Regions from separate parts of the Mus musculus genome. Here all the other regions are linked to region 6. A link is a contact called in public HiChIP or PLAC-seq and promoter capture Hi-C data. All regions are on one chromosome and are shown on one strand. Each heading gives the region's core, a stretch centred on a gene start, on an enhancer-like site or on the middle of the called end of the contact. The rest is flanking DNA. Distances are from core to core; before and after follow the strand shown.

What was found. Promoter capture Hi-C pulls out the DNA fragments that hold promoters and counts their contacts. HiChIP or PLAC-seq counts read pairs in DNA pulled down with a chosen protein or histone mark. Capture Hi-C pulls out chosen DNA fragments and counts their contacts.
Region 1: a promoter capture Hi-C map of hippocampal neurons shows a contact between it and region 6, with 2.0 times the contacts expected there. The contact joins the promoter of Peli2 here to the promoter of Atg14 in region 6. A contact is called at or near these places in 5 of 39 promoter capture datasets (the 3T3-L1 cell line, hippocampal neurons, liver and 1 more), 4 of 484 Hi-C or Micro-C datasets (cerebral cortex, embryonic fibroblasts, liver and 1 more), 9 of 115 datasets of contacts at active chromatin or transcription factors (acute myeloid leukemia, bone marrow-derived macrophages, embryonic forebrain and 3 more) and 1 of 9 other capture datasets (adipose tissue).
Region 2: a promoter capture Hi-C map of liver shows a contact between it and region 6, with 4 times the contacts expected there. The contact joins the promoter of Cdkn3 here to the promoter of Atg14 in region 6. A contact is called at or near these places in 2 of 39 promoter capture datasets (hematopoietic stem and progenitor cells and neutrophils) and 1 of 9 other capture datasets (liver).
Region 3: an H3K27ac HiChIP or PLAC-seq map of embryonic stem cells shows a contact between it and region 6, with 2.1 times the contacts expected there. The contact joins the promoter of 4930572G02Rik here to the promoter of Atg14 in region 6. A contact is called at or near these places in 2 of 39 promoter capture datasets (hippocampal neurons and stem cell-derived epiblast-like cells) and 1 of 115 datasets of contacts at active chromatin or transcription factors (embryonic stem cells).
Region 4: a promoter capture Hi-C map of liver shows a contact between it and region 6, with 2.3 times the contacts expected there. The contact joins the enhancer-like site here to the promoter of Atg14 in region 6. A contact is called at or near these places in 6 of 39 promoter capture datasets (cranial neural crest, hippocampal neurons, liver and 2 more), 4 of 115 datasets of contacts at active chromatin or transcription factors (the 230-238 cell line, bone marrow-derived macrophages, large pre-B cells and 1 more) and 1 of 9 other capture datasets (adipose tissue).
Region 5: a contact with region 6 is called in a promoter capture Hi-C map of liver, with 2.8 times the contacts expected there. The contact joins the enhancer-like site here to the promoter of Atg14 in region 6. A contact is called at or near these places in 3 of 39 promoter capture datasets (hippocampal neurons, liver and stem cell-derived epiblast-like cells), 2 of 115 datasets of contacts at active chromatin or transcription factors (bone marrow-derived macrophages and microglia) and 1 of 9 other capture datasets (embryonic stem cells).
Region 7: a contact with region 6 is called in an H3K27ac HiChIP or PLAC-seq map of thymic regulatory T cells, with 5 times the contacts expected there. The contact joins the promoter of Cgrrf1 here to the promoter of Atg14 in region 6. A contact is called at or near these places in 1 of 39 promoter capture datasets (pre-B cells), 1 of 484 Hi-C or Micro-C datasets (forebrain) and 1 of 115 datasets of contacts at active chromatin or transcription factors (thymic regulatory T cells).

What each region holds. Positions count from the first base shown.
Region 1 is chr14:48,119,498-48,122,197 of GRCm38.p6, reverse strand. It overlaps Peli2 (pellino 2), which reads right to left and starts at 1,329. Exons shown (of 6, transcript NM_033602.2): 1 at 965-1,329. The coding sequence starts at 1,041.
Region 2 is chr14:46,759,092-46,761,791 of GRCm38.p6, reverse strand. It overlaps Cdkn3 (cyclin-dependent kinase inhibitor 3), which reads right to left and starts at 1,251. Exons shown (of 8, transcript NM_001360041.1): 1 at 1,144-1,251. The coding sequence starts at 1,152.
Region 3 is chr14:48,559,520-48,562,275 of GRCm38.p6, reverse strand. 4930572G02Rik (a long non-coding RNA gene) reads right to left here and starts at 1,482. Exons shown (of 3, transcript XR_874606.2): 1 at 1,419-1,482. It also overlaps a transcript of Tmem260 not described here.
Region 4 is chr14:48,481,574-48,484,273 of GRCm38.p6, reverse strand. Tmem260 (transmembrane protein 260) reads right to left here. Exons shown (of 16, transcript NM_172600.4): 8 at 941-1,024. Among named protein-coding and RNA genes, the nearest start is that of Tmem260, 37 kb to the right of the region's middle. Within about 2 kb of position 1,338, at least 11 of the 459 cell types and tissues checked have an H3K27ac peak or open chromatin away from gene starts, as enhancers often do. A contact at or near this core is called in liver, where this site is marked.
Region 5 is chr14:48,506,312-48,509,011 of GRCm38.p6, reverse strand. It overlaps Tmem260 (transmembrane protein 260), which reads right to left. Exons shown (of 16, transcript NM_172600.4): 14 at 1,816-1,869. Among named protein-coding and RNA genes, the nearest start is that of 4930572G02Rik, 53 kb to the left of the region's middle. Within about 2 kb of position 1,446, at least 5 of the 459 cell types and tissues checked have an H3K27ac peak or open chromatin away from gene starts, as enhancers often do. A contact at or near this core is called in liver, where this site is marked.
Region 6 is chr14:47,567,109-47,569,808 of GRCm38.p6, reverse strand. Atg14 (autophagy related 14) reads left to right here and starts at 1,375. Exons shown (of 10, transcript NM_172599.4): 1 at 1,375-1,623. The coding sequence starts at 1,403. It also overlaps the pseudogene Gm6616.
Region 7 is chr14:46,830,860-46,833,559 of GRCm38.p6, reverse strand. Cgrrf1 (cell growth regulator with ring finger domain 1) reads right to left here and starts at 1,426. Exons shown (of 6, transcript NM_026832.4): 1 at 1,181-1,426. The coding sequence starts at 1,284.

The DNA of each region.
Region 1 (2,700 bases), core at 80-2,579, 550 kb before region 6:
TTAGATGAGTCTTTAAAAAAAAATTAAGTCGGCACTTACTTCAAGGTAGTAATCAAAACACGTTTCTCAAAGTTCCCAGAGCCTCTGCTTAGGGGTGAGGAGGGGGGCTTCCTCGCGTGCCTCTAAGCCCACCCATCAACACCCGCGTGGGTCTGAATACAGATCTTTCAACAGAGGACAAAAGCGCGGGTTCCCTGGAGCGGCACATCCAAAGGGAAACCAATCCTTTCCCTGCAGCACTACCCAAGTTGCTCCAGCTCCAAGAGTTTCCTGCACTTTCCACCTCCCCCCACCCACACCCTTTTCATTGCCCACTTTACCCTGCTTTAATCCTGCGAAGCCTCCCTCCTGGTTTATTAAGGGTAAACAATAGAAAATGTCACACGGAAACTCAGGAAGTAGATGAAGTCTCTAATTGCTGCCGTTTTAACGATTGTAGATAATTACTATCTTCAAAATGTGATTTTCACCAGCGGAGTGGGAGCCGAGGAGGGCAGGGTGGCGAGCTCCCCGCCGCTGGCAGGGCATCGGCAAGGCCGGGGCCCGAGGGGTGCAGGAGCCCGAGGGGTAAGGAGATCAAGGGGTGCGGAGACTCGAGAATGGAAACCCGGGAGATCCGGGAACCGTTGTTGAGAGGACCCGGGAAAACCAGGACCCGGTCCAGGCCCTCGGCCGAGCTCACTCCCGGCGCAAAAAGCGGAGGCCAACCAGCGGCCCGGGTCACAGACTGGAACAATGCGTAACCCCCGCGGACTGGGCTCTGGGCTCGGAGACAGGGCTCCGCGTTCGCGGTCGTCGGGAAAGAGAAGTCCCCAGTAGCCACTGGCTCCGGGCTTCACCGAGCGACCCCGCGTGGTGCAGGAGCGCCCTCCGGGCCGCGGCAACGAGCACCCCGGGGACCCGGGCCCTCAGGAGCGCATCCCTCTCCCTCCGCGACGCCCCGCCGCCCGCGTCCCCAACTCACCCCAGGACCACCAGCTCCCCGTATTTCACCGGCTCCTTGTTGGGGGCGCTGGGTTCCTCCTGGCCCGGGGAAAACATGGAGCCGCGCTCGGCCGCCGCCGCTGCCGCCTCCGCCGCGATCCCCGCCGAGTCCGCGCCGCCACTACACTCCCATCCCGAAAACGGGGTGAGCGCGCCGGGGAACGGCACGGCGGCGAACGGGGCGCTGGGCGGCCAGTCCCGCGGCTGCTCCGTCGTGGCTGTGCGCGTCGCCCGCCGGCTTCCCCGGAGCTATCCGTACGTTGGCCGCTACGAGCGGGACCCGGCACGGAAAGCGAGCGGCGACCAGAGCCCCGCGGGAGGAGGAGCGCGCGCCGCCGGGGGGCTGAGCGGGCTGGGCAGGTGGGACGGCCGCGCCGCCGCCCGCGTCTCCGCGCTCCCGCGGCCCCCGCCCGCCCGCCCGCCAGCCCCCGCGGCCCGCGAGCGCCCCGTGTTATGTAAACATAGAGTAAAGGGGAAGGCAAGCCCTTAAAGGGGCAGCTCTGTTTTTCTCCTCTCTTCCTCCGAAAAGTTGGAGCGTGGGGGTCTTCGTCCTCAGCCCGGGGATCCGGACCCCGCTTGCGTGAAAGCCAAGCATACTGCCCACCCCCCACCTCCGAGCTCACCATGCTGAGCGCACTGATCTGGGGGTGTCTGCTTTCAAAGCCAAGCCCTTGAGAGGGGGGCTTAAAAAGAGAAAGAATCTGCCCATGGGGGGGGCGCTAATTGAAGGGCTCCCCACCATTTCATGTATCAAGAGAAAGGAGAAAGAACGTGGGGGGGGGGTGAGAAAAGAGAGAGAGAGATGGAGGGAGGAGAGGGAAAGGGGAAAAAGAAAAGTTAAAAGTTACTTTTAATCCCTTATTCACATCTCTGTCCCTTCTTTCAACCCCCTGGGGAATTTAAAAGGAAATTACCTAGGTGGATTTTTTTTTTTTAAATGAAGACAAATGTTCCTTTATTTCCATGGATTAATCAAGGCACTGTTTGTATTTTATGCTTTCTTATGGTGCTGTGTCTTTAAAATATTGTAGGCTGTGATAGTTTTACTGACTGCTGTTTTTCATCATAGAGGAATTTATTATTCTAGCATTTATTAAGCCCTTGCAACATGCTAGAGACGCTACATATTATTGCCTGTCACTGCCTTTCCAGACTGTTAAATATTTAAAGAAATAAATACTGCAAAAGCTACCCAATGTATAAACATCGAGAGTGTGTGTGTGTGTGTGCCCGCGCGCGCGCGCGCGCGCACACACACACACACACACACACACACACACACACACATACACACACGTTTAGGCTATGACTCTAAGTAAGGAGTTAAAAAAGAAATAATTGCATGAGTAACCTTCCATTCTACTGCTCAGCGCCGTGCATGTATCGCTCTCTGACAGGCTATTACTGTAGTGACATGATGCTTTCTGTAATTTTACTTCAGTTAGTAACTGGCTTTTCTTCTTTTAATTGAGGCTTTGGAGATAAATTACTCCAGAATAACAAAAGCCACACTATTGATGAGCCAAAAATAAACTTTATTAGACGATTACCTTATTTCCGCTAATTACAGAAAGTCTATTCTTAGACTAAAGACAACTAGCTATCCGGCTTATTGTACAAATCCTCTGTACTTTTCTCTGTTATGAAAATGTAAAGGTTTAACCAGCAGCCCTTTTTTAGAGAGTTGAGCTCTTTCTCTTCATATGGTGTTGGTAG
Region 2 (2,700 bases), core at 2-2,501, 810 kb after region 6:
GTGGAGGATTGTGTATTCAGTAGAGATGACCCAGAAGAGACAAAGCCAGTGGACACTGCTCATCCCCTTTCTAAAACAAAAACAAAAACAAACAAACAAACAAACAAAAAACCCTTTCCACTCCCTAATTGGAACCATCTGAGATCAGACATTTGAACAACACGTGTATACAAAAATATTAGTTTTAAAGAATGTCAAAAGGAGAAAGTAGACTGCGGCTGTGTGATTCCCACATCCATCCAGATCTACCCCTTCCCAGGCAGCAGTGGACTACAGAGGACTCACTTGTGCTTGCCAGAGGAGGTAGATCTCAAGAGAGGAGGAAATAGCGAGCTCTACGTGTGTTCAGTTCCTCTATACCAGAGGTCAGATAGCTCACTCTTCCTCTGGCAACAATGCAGTCGGTAGGCAGCTGACACAGTGGACACAAGACTTGCAAGAGTAACCACCTGACTGCTTGGCTTTCAAGCTCTTCTAGAAAGGTCTTGCTGGAGGAACAGGTGATAACTGGCTGAAATTATAGATTGCGGTTTCTTTGGATTGCTCTTTGGTATAAAACACAACGGAACCCAAATGAAGCCTTTAAGTGGAGTGTCAGCTATGAGGTAGAAACGATATGTCAGGTGGGGCTTCCAAGTCATGGCTAAGACCCCTTTTCTTTCTCCTATAAAACCAGATTTTAAGCTTGTGTGACTTTTCACTCCACCCCTCTCAGCCTGCTGTGGATAAATGCTAACAGGCTTAGACGTCCCTGCCTTCCTCAGGCCCAGGGATTCTGACCTGCAGGAAACAAGACGCAGTGCCCTGAGCTTTCTGAGGGAGGGTGGCTATCGTGATGTCACTCACAAACGGGGTCGTTACAGCCTCTGCATCTGAGGCATCAAGCCACCCACAACCCCGGCCGTGACAGCCTCTGCATCTGAGCTGTCAAGCTGAATGGCTTGGCCCTCTCTGGCAGGGTCGTCGTGAGGCCCCTCAGGTGGGCAGCGAACCGCAGTGCCACAGATCTGCCACTCAGCCTCCCCGACGCGCAGGGCGGTTACTGTGCGAATCGCACCGCTGGCCGCCCAGCAACGCAGCCGAGGCGGTCCAGCGTCTGGCCCCGTGGCGAGGATCCTTCGGGTCCCGGACAGCCCCACTCACCGGCTTCATCGCGGGTCGCCACTCGCCGTAACCAGTGCCGCCGCCCTCGCAGCCTTTAGGACACCGCCCGCGAAGAGCCCGCCCCCGTCAGTCCATTGGTCCGCCCACGTAGGAGGTGGCGCGGGGCGTTCCAGAAACCAATCATATCCTCGCTCTGTTTCTTACTCCGGGGCCTTGCTCAGCCTCTGACTACTCATTGGTTCAGAGGAAGTCTTTGAAAGACGCGCGGAAGGAGGGCCCGGAAGAAAGGGGATTGGCTTGGAGGGCTCCGCCCCTCCGCCAGTTGAGGGCGTGGACGTGGCGAGAGGCGGAGCGAGGCGAAGTGGTTCCTCACAAGTCCAGCGCTTTGGAGACTTTCTGGACTTAATTTCTGAATGATACCAGGATAGGGAGCATTTTCTTTTAAATTGTTTTAACTTTCAGGGCGTGGTAATTGGTGGAGGAGAGCCTTGCATAGGAGGTGTCCCTGGGAAAACTGACATTGCTGTCATATCTAGTCATGTAGATACTTTGGAGAATACTAAATAAAGAGCATAGGCATACTTGACATTGGATGTTCTGTATGTTCTGGATGTTCCAGGATGTACATAAGTTAATGTGTAGATCAGTCTTCCTGTTCACCAAGTAGGAATGTGCTAATATTGTATGAAAAGGAGATAAAATGATATGGGGGTTGGGGGTGGGGTCGACCTTGTCAGGCTTAATCAGCGCCAATATAAGACTGTTCTGAGCCTGCTACATGGGCGCAAGGAACTGAACTAGGGTCCTCTCTGAGAGGACACGCTCTTTATTGGTGAATCTTCTCTCCATTAACTCCCCTGCCCCCCCCCCCCCACCTTCCATTTTCAGTCTTCATTTAGCTGGCTTTGGGAAAGAAAGTCACCTGGAGCAATAGTATCATGGAATTTGAGAAAAGCAGAAGTTTCCTCTTTTACCCTTATGTCAAAGTCAGTGGGCACAGGGCTAGTAGTTAGGGAAAGAAGACAGCACGATTTGACTTAGAAATAGCATTAGTCACGATCCTTCGGAGAAATAGAAGTTGTGTGTGTGTGTGTGTGTGTGTGTGTGTGTGTGTGTGTGTGTGTGTAAAAGAAATGACTTCGGAATGCTGGTGAGTTCAAAATCTAGTGAGAGGTTAGTGGCTGTTGACTCAGAAGATCAGATCAAAGTTCAAGTTCAAAGGCAGAGTGTTGTGGGGGCCAGGAAGAGTCTGTGCTGTAAATTAACTGTGAAAACCATAAGCTAAAGAATCCTCCTTGTGTTAAGAGAATCTTAGCTTTTGTAATATCCAGGCTTCCAACTTGGAAGACAATCTGCTTTACCCAAAGTCTACCAACTTAAATGTAAATTACATCCCCTAATATTCACAATAGTGTTTTTCTAAATATCTGAGCACCTGGCTTAGCCAGGTCAATGCATGTCTTAGTTAGGGTTTCTCTTGCTGCAACGAAACACCATGACCAAAAAGCAAGTGGGGGAAGAAAGGGTTAATTTAGCTTACACTTGCACATTGCTGTTCATTATTGAAGGAAGTCAAGATAGGAATTCACACAGGGC
Region 3 (2,756 bases), core at 233-2,732, 990 kb before region 6:
TCTCTAAAACTGTAAGCCGGACCCAATCAAATGTTTGCCTTTGTAAGGCTTGCCTTGGTCACGGTGTCTCTTCACAGGGATGGACACCCTAACACATGGGTTTTCCTTATTACACCTTACTTACATTCACTCTCTCCTGCCTTTGTGTGAATATTTGCTAAATACAGAAGTGTGACAAAGAGTAGGACTAGCAGGCGATCTCTCTCTTTCTTTCCGCCCTCCCGCCATTGTCCTGGTCCGTTTGACAGACTCTGAATCAGTCCTTTATACCAGTTTTTATCTAGGTAACTCATACCAAAGTTGAGCTCCCCTCTCCACATCCCCACATTTTCTGGGGCGAGTTCAGAGGCCAGCAGATTTCTGAGGCAGGTTTTGATTTGTAGCTGGGGCTAATATGGAACTAAGTCTGTAATTCAGGCTGGTCTCAGACTCAGAGTCCTCTTGTCCCAGCCGCCTGAATGCTGGGATTACAGCTACCTTGCCTGGGTGAACTGGTCTCTACATCCTCACAATCACTTCTGGGAGGAAGCCCACCCCAAGCACACGGTTAAGGCTTCTGGGTGAGAAACAACACAACCTTGATCTTGGTAGCATATCCTCCGACTTATGTGGTGCCCAGATTTTCCCTGAGCACTCACGGAACGCACACAGGCAGAGAGGAACACCTCTATACAATGTAGAAAGCTCTAGAGAAAGAAAGGAAGAAAGGAGGGTGTCTTAGTTAGGGTTTTACTGCTGTGAACAGACACCATGACCAAGGCAAGTCAAAAAACCAACATTTAATTGGGGCTGGCTTACAGGTTCAGATGTTCAGTCCATTATCATCAAGGTGGAAGCATGGCAGTATCCAGTCAGGCATGGCGCAGGCAGAGCTGAGAGTTCTACATCTTCATCCAAAGGCTGCTAGTGGAAGACTGACTTCCCAGGCAACTGGGGTGAGAGTCTTAAGCCCACACCCACAGTGGCACACATACTCCAACCAGGTCACACCTATTCCAACAAGGCCACACCTCCAAATGGTGCCACTCCCTGGTCCAAGAATATACAAACCATCACAGAGGGGGAGCCCATGAAGTAGGAGGGTTCATGCATAATCATTAAAACACTCACAAGGGGGTGGGTGGGAGTGGGGGGTGGATGCTGGGAAAACTAAGGAAATTTGGAACTAAAGATACTTAAAAAAAAAAAAGCAAGATACAGGGTTTTTAGCTGGGGGGTGATGGTGTATGCCTTTAATCCCAGCAGACGCAGGTGGGTGAGTTTGAGGCCAACCTGGTCTACAGAGCTAGTTCTAGGACAGCCAATGCTACACCCAGAAACCCTGTCTTGAAACATAGATAGATAGATATAGATAGATAAGAAAATTTTTGTTTTGTTTTGTTTTCTAAAGGAAGTACAGGAGCAAAGAGCAAACCCACCTGCACACACCATTCAGGCAGCTTCGACAGAAACCAAGCCTGCTGCACTTTGAGGCTTTCTTACAACACGCCCCCGCCCCCACTTCCCCACCCCCACCCCCATCTGTGTCTTCATTCACTGAGCATTGAGTGTCATCATTTGAATCTGTCACAGCACTCCAAGCTTGCCCTTCTTCACACATTAGGTTATCACACCATGAATCATTACAGGAAGACCCATTCTCTGCCCCTAAAAGCAAGGAAGTTCCAGCAAGGCCATTGTCAGGGACGAGACCTGTCTTAGAGGAACAACCTTTCTTTTTTTTTTTTTTTTTTTTTTTTTTTGGGGGGGGGGTAGCCCTGGCTGTCCTGGCACTCACTCTGTAGACCATGCTGGCCTCGAACTCAGAAATCCACCTGCCTCTGCCTCCCAAGTGCTGGGATTAAAGGCGTGCACCACCATGCCCAGCTAGGAACAACCTTTCCTGGCACACGCAGAACAGGCCGGACACTTTACAAAGCAACTCCATCTCATTTTCATTCTCCAACCCACTAAGTAGAGGTGATTTCAGTTTTTCAAATACCAGGCAGGGAGGGTAGAGGAAATGTCCTGTAACTATGAGATTGTGAGATCAGAATGAGGCCGTGATGTCACAGACCATCACCACCTCCCACTTCTTCCTTTGTTTTCCACACCACTCAAAACTCAAGTCAGAGGTTAAGAATGCCGCATGAGTACAAAAAACTGTGCGGTGGTTGGGAGTTGAAGAAATAACAGGGTGAGAGACCGGAGAACAAAAGGCAGGCAGCTAGGTCACCCACACACATCTGTCCACGCAGTATGAGGCATCGCTCCAGCAGAGGGCATTGCTCCACCCATCTTCTTCCTCAGTCACAGGAAGGGAACACGTGTGTCTGAACACCCACACTGCAGGGACCTGGGAGAGAAGGCAGGGAGGCAGAGAAGGACATGGAAGCCAGGTCAGATTTGGAGAGCATTGGCCCCTGCCTTGGGCCCTGGCCTCCACCTCTCTCATGTTATCTTTTGGCCCTTCTGTGACTACCCAGCTCTCCTGGCCTCTTCATTGACATCAGGTATTGTCGCCTCCTCTGCTTCATGGAGGAATCCCGCTCAGGATCTGACAGTCCCTCTCTTGCTTTCTGTCTCCTCGATTTCTATCATTTCCTTGTGACTGCCTCATCTCCTTTAGTGAGTGCATTCTGTGTTCCAGTCCTCCAGGGTCTATTAGCTGACTGGCTAGGTTTTGCGTTGCATCTGCATTTTGCTGGCCTGCGAGTGCTTCTGGGCTTTAAACACAGCTGCAGGTAGATGACTTTCGAATTTCACTTAGAACACAC
Region 4 (2,700 bases), core at 89-2,588, 910 kb before region 6:
CTCCCCATGATTACAAAATGGAATATATTATACAGACATTTAAAACAACCTAAGGGGTTTTTGTTTTTTGTTTTTTCTTTAATATGGGAAAATGTTACAATTGTTTTATAATGTTAACTGTTAAGCAAATCAAACCATATATCTACATATATACATACATATATATGTATACATACATATATGTATATATATATGAATTTATGAAAAATACATTCAACTGAACAGAAAGTAAATGAATAAAAAATAAACAGGGTTTTATTATGTGAGCTGGCCTCAAACTCATGGTGGTTCTGCCTCAGCCCATATACTGGACTTACAGGCATGTGCCATGCCTGAAAAGAAAGCTTTTTCTTTTTAAAACTTATTGGAGGGATTATATAGCTGCAGGCTTCTTTTGAAAGTCAACACTAGTATCAGCTATGGGCAGAGGGATGGATCAAATCCAGGGTTTGAGATGCTCAAATCTTTTAAGTCACTTACTTGTAATCATAAGACCAAATAAGACATCAAGAAACAGTATATATATATATATATATATATATACATATATATATATATATATATATATATATATATATATATACACACAGCTGTATCTATAATCTGTATCTATAGTCTTAATAGAAAAGATCAGGGAGCCGGGCGTGGTGGCACACGCCTTTAATCCCAGCACTTGAGAGGCAAAGGCAGGCAGATTTCTGAGTTCGAGGCCAGCCTGGTCTACAAAGTGAGTTCCAGGATAGCCAGGGCTATATAGAGAAACCCTGTTGAAAGAAAGAAAGAGAGAGAGAGAGAGAGAAACAAAGAAAGAGAGAAAAGAAAATATAGGGGTCATTTATTCTCACTCTAAGGCAATGCTGGCAGCACTCTATAGTGATATATAAAACACATATTCGACAGAGAACATGGGAAATGTAGCAACAAAGGGGGTATCACTCACTTTCTAGCTAAACATATATTTGCCCAAACTGCAAGAGCTTGGATATTGAATGAAAGTTCGGTCTTCATATTTATTACCTGTGAACTGAAAAACAAAACAAAGTACATTATTGTTGGCATGAAAGAAGTTCAGTAAACTTCAAACAAATTATTTTACCAGTAATACATTCAATTATACATGGAGATTCTCTAAGGACTATGGTCATTTTTTTAAAATTATTTTTCTTCCTTCAAATGTTGAAGTGGGCTGAGAATCATCACTGAAAAAGTCCAATGGTTCTAAGACATTCTCTGACCGTATTTGGCTCTCAGCACGTGATTAGGACCGACACAGGGTAGCGTGTAAGAGCTTCCTAATGGCTCAGGTGAGAAGTGGTTTTGAACTTTGGTCAGTTTCGGTTGTCACTGGAGATTTAGCAACTGAAATAAAAATGAAACTCTCTTCTGAAGATCCAGCTATGAAGGGACAAAGGGCCAAGAGAAGGATTTGTCATTCCTTCTGTGTTTTCTTCTTCCTTAAGCAGGTTCTTTCTTTTCTATATTATTTGTTTTGGAAAACGTTTAAGAAGTGTATTCTTCGTATTCTGTATAACTGAGCTAAATTCTTCCATTAGCAACAAGCAGTTTCAAGGGCCGAGTCCTAAAATCAGCACACTAATTTCTATGAAAAGAAATAGGTCTACACACGATGGAAAATTCACTCTCCCTACTGGCAGTTTTCCTGGAGAAAATGCGATGCGGTAATTACCACAGCCATACAATGAGCATTTTACTAATGGAGACACCGGCCGCTATGAGAAGCTGCCTTCCTCATTTACAAACACACATGAAAATTGGATTCTGGTGTGAGGTCTGTTTCTTCTAAAGAAATGAAGTCAGTCTCAGAATTAATTCCTAGAGATCTGCTGCTTAAATGTAAACTCTAAAAGATGTCCATTGCCTAAGGTTAGATTCAGTAATTTCCCTACACAGAATTGCAATTTACAGATATGCATGGGGGAAGGACCTATTTTGCTTGACTGGAAAAGGGTAGGTGATTACGTTCCATCGTTTCGAAGGCTTTTCTTGTAAGTTAATTATGCATCTCCTTTACAACAACCCACCAACCTGAAACAAGTTAAGTGCAGAAATTATCTCGCTCCGTGTGTGAGGGTTCTGTCTCCAACCTGCATGATCCACAGTTCAGGTGTGGGTGTGAGTGTTCATCTCCTGTGTCACCTTTTTTTCTACATATAACACCTGGCAGCTCATATCTAATAGAAGTTCCCCAACAGATGACTTTTATGCACAACCTAAGCAAGCTGGGTGTATGGTCTAGGTTACTCTGGAAAATTCTTTGGCGTTCATGTGGGACTCGCAGAGGGAAAATAGAACAGTAATCCCGGTAGGCAGTAAAGAGCGGGCAGTGAGTCTTTCTCCATTGGGAAGAAGCAGAAGGCCGGGAAAGCTCAGAGCCACTGACAAAGGCTGTCTACAGAGGAGCCGGCTCTTCCCACTCCCCCTTCTCTACTTCTCCACAGGAGAACAGAAGGCACTGCTGTAAACGCCTGAGTCACACATCAAAGGAAACATGCTCAACTAGTTGTGAGAAAAGGAACTACAGCAGAGAAACATTTCCAAAATCTGCTGGAAAGTGAAAACAGACCAACAAAACTGTATGTATCTTAGGAATCTATATTAAAAAATTACAAAAGTATGCAAGGTACACACAAAACATTAACGAATCAGTAACAGCATTTATGTCTGCATGTTGAAGTTACT
Region 5 (2,700 bases), core at 197-2,696, 940 kb before region 6:
ATTAGAAACATCAAGATGGGGAATGGACAAATTTTTGTGTGTGCATTCTTCATTCTCTCATGTTCATGGAAATTTACTCTGAACCAACAGGATCCAAAAGCCCCCTAGGACACAGCGGCACTCATGCTCAACACTAAAATGTTTTGGGAAAAGGCTCATCACTGTGTGGTTCCCTGAAGGTGCCCGTTGCTGTTATGGAAGAGCAGTCTGAGACAGGGAGCATTGCTGGGCTTGCCAGTACATCCCTGAAGGTACCTGTCACCGGTGGCAGCTATGTCATGGGCAACCAGTTCTATAAAAAACTGGGTAGACATTCTGAGCACCCAAACATCCAAATGGTATTCGGCACACCAGTTAAATCAGCGCCTGCGCAGGTAGTGTCCTGCTTCCCTCTTTCACATGAAGTCACTCTGCTTTCCCAGATTCAATCACAATGAACAACTGTGCAGAGAATTTTTGATCAGATCCTCAGTGCATCTGTTTGCCCCTGTAACTAGACTGGCAACTTTATGCCACTTTCTAACTTTTTCAAAAAGCTCTCTGATACAAATTACACTACAGATATTTTGCAATCTTTATATTGGAGTTATGTTTCTTTCTTTAAAAAGATTTTTATTACTTTTTTTTTCTTATTTATTTATTTTGGGTGTGTGTGGGGGCGGGGCACAGGGCTATACATGCTACAATGTAGAAGTCATAGGACAACTTGCAGGAATCAGTTTTCTCTGGCTACCATGTAGTAGTGAGGTTTGAACTCAGGCTGACACATTTGGAGCCAAGTGCACCTTTACCTGTTGAGCCATCTTGCTTGTCCAAGGAGCTATATTTCTTGGCAATTCTTAATAAATCCATATATATATATATATATATGATTTATATCCTAACTCTATCCTCAGAACATAATCTCTGGCATAGATTGGGCATCAACATATTTTTGCAGAAGGAAGAACTCCATATGTGTGAGAGACCCTGTTCTATATTGCCTAGGAGTTTTGCATGAATGGCCAAAGTTTGATTTGTGTTGGTTTTATTTTACTTTAATTTTTTTACATTTATTTATTTTGCATCTGTGTGAGTCTGCAAGCTGTATCTTAAATATGGTAACTAGAGGACAATTTATGGAACCTGTGGGTTCCAAGGATCAACTCAAGTCACTGGGCTTGGCAGCAAGTGCCTTTACCCTCGAAGCCATCTTGCCGGCTCCTGTTGGTTGATTATTCAAAAATAATGACAGAGACCAAGAAAAAGCAGCAGTGCCACCAAGAAGTGATCCATCTGGAACAGCGTGCCTCTCTCTGTGAGCAGTCTCTGTGAGTAGCGGGTGATGTCTTTTCATGTAGTCTGCTGTGACAAACTGTGCTCCATGAGGGCAGGGACTGTCACCGTCCTGTGTAGCTTCTGGCCTGGCACACCGCCTGGCCTCTGTAAGCATTAGCTGAGTGTGTTAATGACAAACTGGCATAGCACGAATGGAGCCATGGCTGTATTGCCTAATTACAGAACAGAGCCCAGGAGTCAGGATGCCTCGGGGTTACACTGAGCTCTGGACTCCATCACTGTCATTACGGGCCCTTGGAAATCTGTCTGCCTCGCTCTTTTATAAAATGGAGATAACAGAGCTTCACAGGTTATTATGAAGATTATTAATATTACTATGTATTACACATGCATAGTAATACAATGTCTTGAACCAAATAGCTGTTCTGAAGTTATTTTTATTCCCACTCATCCACAGTCCCAGAACAAAAAGTACCATGGGCTATTCCTTCACATATTAAAAAACAGGCTGCAAATAATAAAATGTAGATCACTCACCTTGCTTGCCACATCTCCTCATTGGCCACCGATTCCCAAGAAGATGGACCAAATCTGTAGTTAAAAGAAAAACAGTTTCCTTCGTCGCTTACATTACAGCATGACACACAATGCCTGCTTTATAGTGTTATAAGCACTAGAAGAGGCTGGCTCTGGATGCATTGATGATAGCCACACCAAAGCTTTGCATTTTAGTAGCTGCCTCAAGGGGCAGAGGACAGAGGGGAAGAGGCTGCAGGCAGTGGGCAGCTGTTCCTGAGGCACAGGGCTTCACTTAACCCCTGCTGGGCTATGGGCTGCTTGAAGAATTCCAGCCAAACAACTGCTAGGCAGAGTTTTATAATAAAAATGTATAATAAAATTTTAAAAAATTATAGTTAAAATTTCTTATCAAGTATCTGTTTAGAGAGAATGGTGCTAAGGAACAATGTGTGTGTGTGTGTGTGTGTGTGTGTGTGTGTGTGTGTGTGTGTGTGCACGTGGCTATCTGAAGAAAATGTAATTTTTTTATTTTTTTGAGAAAGGGTCTCACTATGTAGATCAGATTGGTCTTGAACTCAGATCCTGGTGACTCTGCCTCCTGGGTGCTGGGACTTTAGGCATGTGCCACCACAGCCAGCTAGCTGTAATATTCCAGCTTCTCTGATGAATACTGGTGAGTCAGCAAGCTCTGCTGTGGTCAGCACTGTGGTGGTGTTTCTCACCGGCTCCAAACCTTTCCTAGAGCCTGTTAACGTGATCGCTCTTCTTGCACCTGAACTATAAACAATAGGCTATCTAATATAGATAATCCAGTAATGTAAAATACTTATATTTAATTGTGTGTGGGAGTATGTACATAGGCGTGCAGGTGGCTGTAGAAGGCAGAAGAAGATGTTGGCTTGC
Region 6 (2,700 bases), core at 126-2,625:
GTATAGAATATATATAAAATCCTCCAAGATGCTACTCTCTCATTTCCCCATCTTCCTCTTCTTCTTCAATGCCTCTGATGTAGAGGACATTATTACACCTTTTTAGAACTTCACCTAGATGTTCAGACAGCTCCCCATCTATGTACTCTTCTGTATTTGCAAGCTGCATGTTCATGTAGCCATCCATGGAGACCAGGTACTCCATGCCCCACTTAAGTTTCACCATCACTGGCTTTCCTGTCAGTCCATTGAGAGAAGTCTTGGGATTGAGGGGTAAACTCATCGCGACCACTGGCGAGCGCTGCACCCCACTAGCTGTCGACCCCGCCGCTGCCCGCCCCTCGTGACGGTGACCGGAGCGGCTGCTGCTACACGCAAGCGACCCGCGCTAAGAGAAAATCCTTTCTGAAGAATCTTAGGAGGAAATCCTAACTATCGAGTTCAAATTCTCTTAGAACATGACCCAGAGGAGAGGGAAGGACAGAAGCCAATAGAACTCAGTTTTCTGGCTGTGCTTACAGCTAGATTTCTGTGATTACACGCTTGAAATCTGTTAGCTCACGAGGCTGCCACAGGAGGACTGGAACTCGAGGGAAATGGAGGCTACGTAGAAGCACTATCCATTAAAAGCTGATTTCAAAAACATTTATCGCCGGGCGTGCGCCCAGCACTTGGGAGGCAGAGGCAGGCAGATTTCTGAGTTCGAGGTCAGCCTGGTCTACAGAGTGAGTTCCAGGACAGCCAGGGCTATCCTGTCTCAAAAAAAAAAAAAAAAAAGAAAAGAAAAGAAAAAAACCCCACATTTATCTTTGATTTACATCTTCAGTTTGTTTGTTTGTTTGTTTGTTTGTTTTTACTGATGTCGGGAGTGTTAGCCTGCTATGGGAGGTTTTTGCTCAACCCTCTCTGGTTATGGAGGTATAGCAAGTATATCCCCAACCAAGACAAAGTCGGGCAGAGGCGTTAAAAGATTTTCTTCAAATTCCACAGCTTTTAAGAAGGAAGGTGAGTCAAACTTCAGTTAGTTTGAGATCCAACTCTCTCCCAACCTTGCTCCTTGCAGTTTTAGCCCAAAACCTAAAAGTAACCTTAATGAATGAAATGAAATCCCTTGTTCTGTTCCCGCACCTTCACTGAGAATGCTTGGGCACTTATTACTGTATTTTGCATAACGTAGAGGCTTCGTTTGGCGCCACTCCAAGGGTTGAACTGCGCAGCCGCCAAGGAGTGTGGGAAGTAGGACAAGAAGATCCCTGGTTCCTAGATTCTCCGCCTCTGAGCTCCAGCCCCAACCTCTGGACCGCCCCCTTTCCCGCCCCGGCCTTCAGGCCCCGCCTCCGAGCCCAGGATGCACCTGGATAAAAACAAAATCCCACGTGACTGGCCCTGAGCTCAGATCATCATGGCGTCTCCCAGTGGGAAGGGATCTTGGACGCCCGAGGCTCCTGGTTTTGGGCCGCGGGCGCTAGCACGGGACCTGGTGGACTCGGTGGACGACGCCGAGGGCCTTTACGTGGCTGTTGAGCGGTGTCCTCTGTGCAACACCACTCGCCGGCGGTTGACTTGCGCCAAGTGCGTCCAGAGCGGTGATTTCGTCTATTTCGACGGCCGCGACCGGGAGAGGTACGGCGGCCGCCACGGCCCTATTGTTTCTGCTTCTCTGATTCCTCTGGCCCAGCCACCAGAGGCTGGAGGCTGGACACCCTAGGCCGGGCCCAGGAGCCCTGCGAGTGTGGAAAAGAGAATGGAGCTGCTTTGCGCTGGCGCTTTGTTGCCAGTGGCAGGGTGGGGGTGGGTGCTAGGTGAACGTAGGTTGCTGTTCCCCACCACCCACCAGAGTTTCTCTAGGGTCCTCTTGGGTACTTGGGGAAAGGAAATACAGTCCTTCTGGAGAAGTCTGTGTAGAGGAGTCTTAGTTCTCCCATTCAGAAGCGTAGTTTTACCTTTTCCCGTCTTCAGACATAAATACATTTTACAGAAGGAATCCGCAGAGAACTAAATTGGTTAGGAGGGCTTGAACCTTGGTTGTCTGTGTCACAGGTGGATACAGCTCTTTGTGAACGAGGACCAGGACTAGGTTACTTCCTTCTGTAATCCCAAAGTTGATTTTGTCACTGGGGATACTGGACTGTGTTTTTGAGTTGCAAGTCCTTAGTTAAAAGAACTGCGTTTAAGGAAATATTTTGTCTTTCTTTTGAATTAAGATATTAGAAAACTGAATGCTTAGCTGAAGAATCTTTTACTCCTAACGTTTGTTTCAACAATAACGAAATAGGTAACTTTTTAGTATGTTTGTTTGAGACAGTGTCTCACTATGTAGCTCTCTCTGGGTGGCCTGGAACTCACTATATAAATAAGACTTGCCTGGAACTCGGAGAGATCCTTCTGCCTCTGCTTCCTGAGCGCTGGGAAAAGTGTGTGTGCTATTATGTCCAGATAAAACAATTTTTTAGTCCTAAATTTGAAGCATTTATTTTTTTACAACAACCCATGCAAGTTATTGCCAGCCGATTACTTGAGGAGACTTGTACGTAGTAAATGCCTTGTTCCAAGGCCCCAAACAGTTAAAACCCAGACATCCTGGATCCATATACGGGTGCATTTAACTGCAAGGCTATGTAACATGTAAATTTTGGGGGTGTTTTAATCCCCATTATTCCTGTGAATGGGGCTCATTTCTTTTTCTTCTGAAAATACTGG
Region 7 (2,700 bases), core at 177-2,676, 740 kb after region 6:
TGAAAGGTTAATAGTAAATAACACGGAGTGATCCACGTATGGTGGCACACCCCTATATTCCCAGCACTTGGGATGCTGAAACAGGACTGCAATCATACTATGCTACAGGGAAACCACCTGTCTTAAAGAGAAAACAACTTAAGACTGGACTTCATCTTATCTTGTCCACAACATGGGAGTTTTACGCTGTAACTCGGGGTCAAGTGGAAATATTAACATGTTCTTTTTTTCCAAAAGGAGATCCTATTATCAGAAACGGACCGGGACCTGTTAAAGTCTTTAAAGTAACGATGAATATGTAATCAAGTGGTATTTTTGAGCTTGATTTACAAAGCCCGCTTCAGTCTCAAACCTGTTTGCTTTGTTCTTCTTGCAAATGCATTCCCGTTCTCACATAGTTTTCAGAGAACTCGTTCCCCAACTGTAACAGCTCATGTCCTTTTCTGTACGGTCCACTTCCAGCCATGGTTCTTGCTCATTTAGAGCCACTGTTCAATACATTTGGGTTCACCATCTTTTCAAGGGGCTATGAAAGCTGCAGTCTAGAGAGCAACCGCTGTAGGCTAGTCCCGTGGTTTCAACCAGCTGTGTTTTATAAGCCTAAACATGATAAAACTGCATCTCCTCAAGAGGGATACCGGAGACTCAACACTGAAAGAATTGTTCCTGGGTTATGTAACTCTCCTAGAAGCAAAATGCCTCCACCCCACAGAATAACTTATTCCTAAAATCTCGCTCCTTTCTAAAAACGTCTTATTAACTAAAGATCACTTCCAAAAAAATAGACTGCATCAAGAAGCCATTCAATTAGCAATCGGTAGATACAGAATTCGGGTAAAAGTTCCTCTGAAAGATCTGGGACCAAGCAAGGGTCAGTTCGGGTCATAAACAGCCAAGCTCCTTTGGGTCAGGTCTGCGCGCCTGCGGGGCCGGTGACCGGTCCCCGCTAGGCACAAAGTAGGCCGGGGCCCGGGACAAAGCCTTCGGGACACGCACTCTGACCCCCGCACCAGGACCAAGTTCTCCCCTGCGGTCCCATCCCACGGGGGCAGCAGCCTGGCCTGGGCCGAGTGTGTTCGGTGGCGGTGACCGCTCTCCCGGAGTCACCCGAACCCTCTGCGCGGACCCCACACCGGGCCGGCGGTCCCCGCGCCCTCCACTCCCAGCCCTGGACACTCACCATCCTAATACCAGGCCGGTGGTGACGATGAAGCAGGTGAAGACCACCGCTATGTAGAAGAGCGGCGAGTATTCATAGAGCGTTACCAGGAACACTGCGGCCATCGGGGTCTCCTGGGCTCAGCCCAGCCCAGCCCGGCTGGCCCGGACCCGAGCCGGTATGGCGCCCCGGAGCGGACAAACTTTGTAGGTCCTCACTCGCCCAGGCTTCTGGGCAGCTGACAGCCGCGGCCACTGGAGACGGAATGCCAATCACAAGGTTGATAGCAGGTATGCCACGCCCCTCCCTCGTCTGGTCCCGACTACTGGCTACGTAACAGGGAGGGACCAGCTCCGCCCTGCCCTGCGCCCAGGATTGGTGGCCTGAGAGAATTCCGCCAGCCGGGCTCTGTTCTCAAATTCCTAACTGACATCTGGGGCCAAAATTTAAGTTAATGCAGATCCTCAGATACACGAGGTATCCTGGAAACCCTGCAAACCCTAGACAAATTTGGGAATGGGACAAGGGCCGGCATCGGCGCGACGGAATGGTCTACGAAAGGAATGGTCTCGATTTGCGGATTGTCGCGGAAAACCCGAAAAGAGGTCACTACCGCGAGCGATTTTTTGTAACCTTATCAACCTTTGCAAAGTAAGTTTATTCAAAGGAAAATCGGCATACGTACTCCCTCGGCCCTCTTTTTTCTTCTCCAATTAGAATTAGCCAGATCTTTGAAGGTTTTAGTAACTAATTTTTGTTTGTTTATTAGGAGATCTTAGTACAGGAAGTAGCTTAATGTCTGCTTCCTTTCCTCACTCTTGTCATCAGTGCCTCAAAGAAGCCTCCCGGAAGTTTCTCCTAAAACCACTTTTATATTTCTTTTACTTAAGCCCTAATGTGATCCCTAGTTACAGCATAAACAGGAGAAACACCTCCCATCACAAATCCGATCCTGTTACTGAGGAAGAAGGGGAGAGTGGACATTAGGACGCTTAAGGAAAGGTTTCATGCCATGCTCTCAAGTCACCAGGAAATGTGTGCTTCAAAAAGAAGAGTTAGCTTCGTCCAGTGACCTTGACCAAATAGCCTTGTGTTTTCTGGAGTACTGCTATTTAAGCTTGTTTCTATGTAAATTTTCTCATTAGTAGATATTGAATTGTAAAAGTATGTTTATTTAAGCTATGCTTGGTTGTTGGAATGTTTTTTACTACCACATCAAGCACTGCAGTGAGTATCCATAAAGCTAATTTACTTACTTAGGCTAAATCATGGAGGTAGGACTTTATGTATATTTAATTTTTTTTAGAGACTAGAGTCTAGAAATACTGTGTTAGATGCAATCACACCATTGCAGGTAGCCAATCTGAAGGCAATTTTATTACAGTAAAACGAAAAGGGATGTTTATCGTGAAACAAAAACATAAGTTGCAGGTAAAGTAACATTAAATACATAGGAATGACTTTGTCCCCACTCAACCCCCACTGAACCTACAGTAAAGAGATGTAAGATGTAAGCCAACAAGATGGCTAAAGGCACTTGC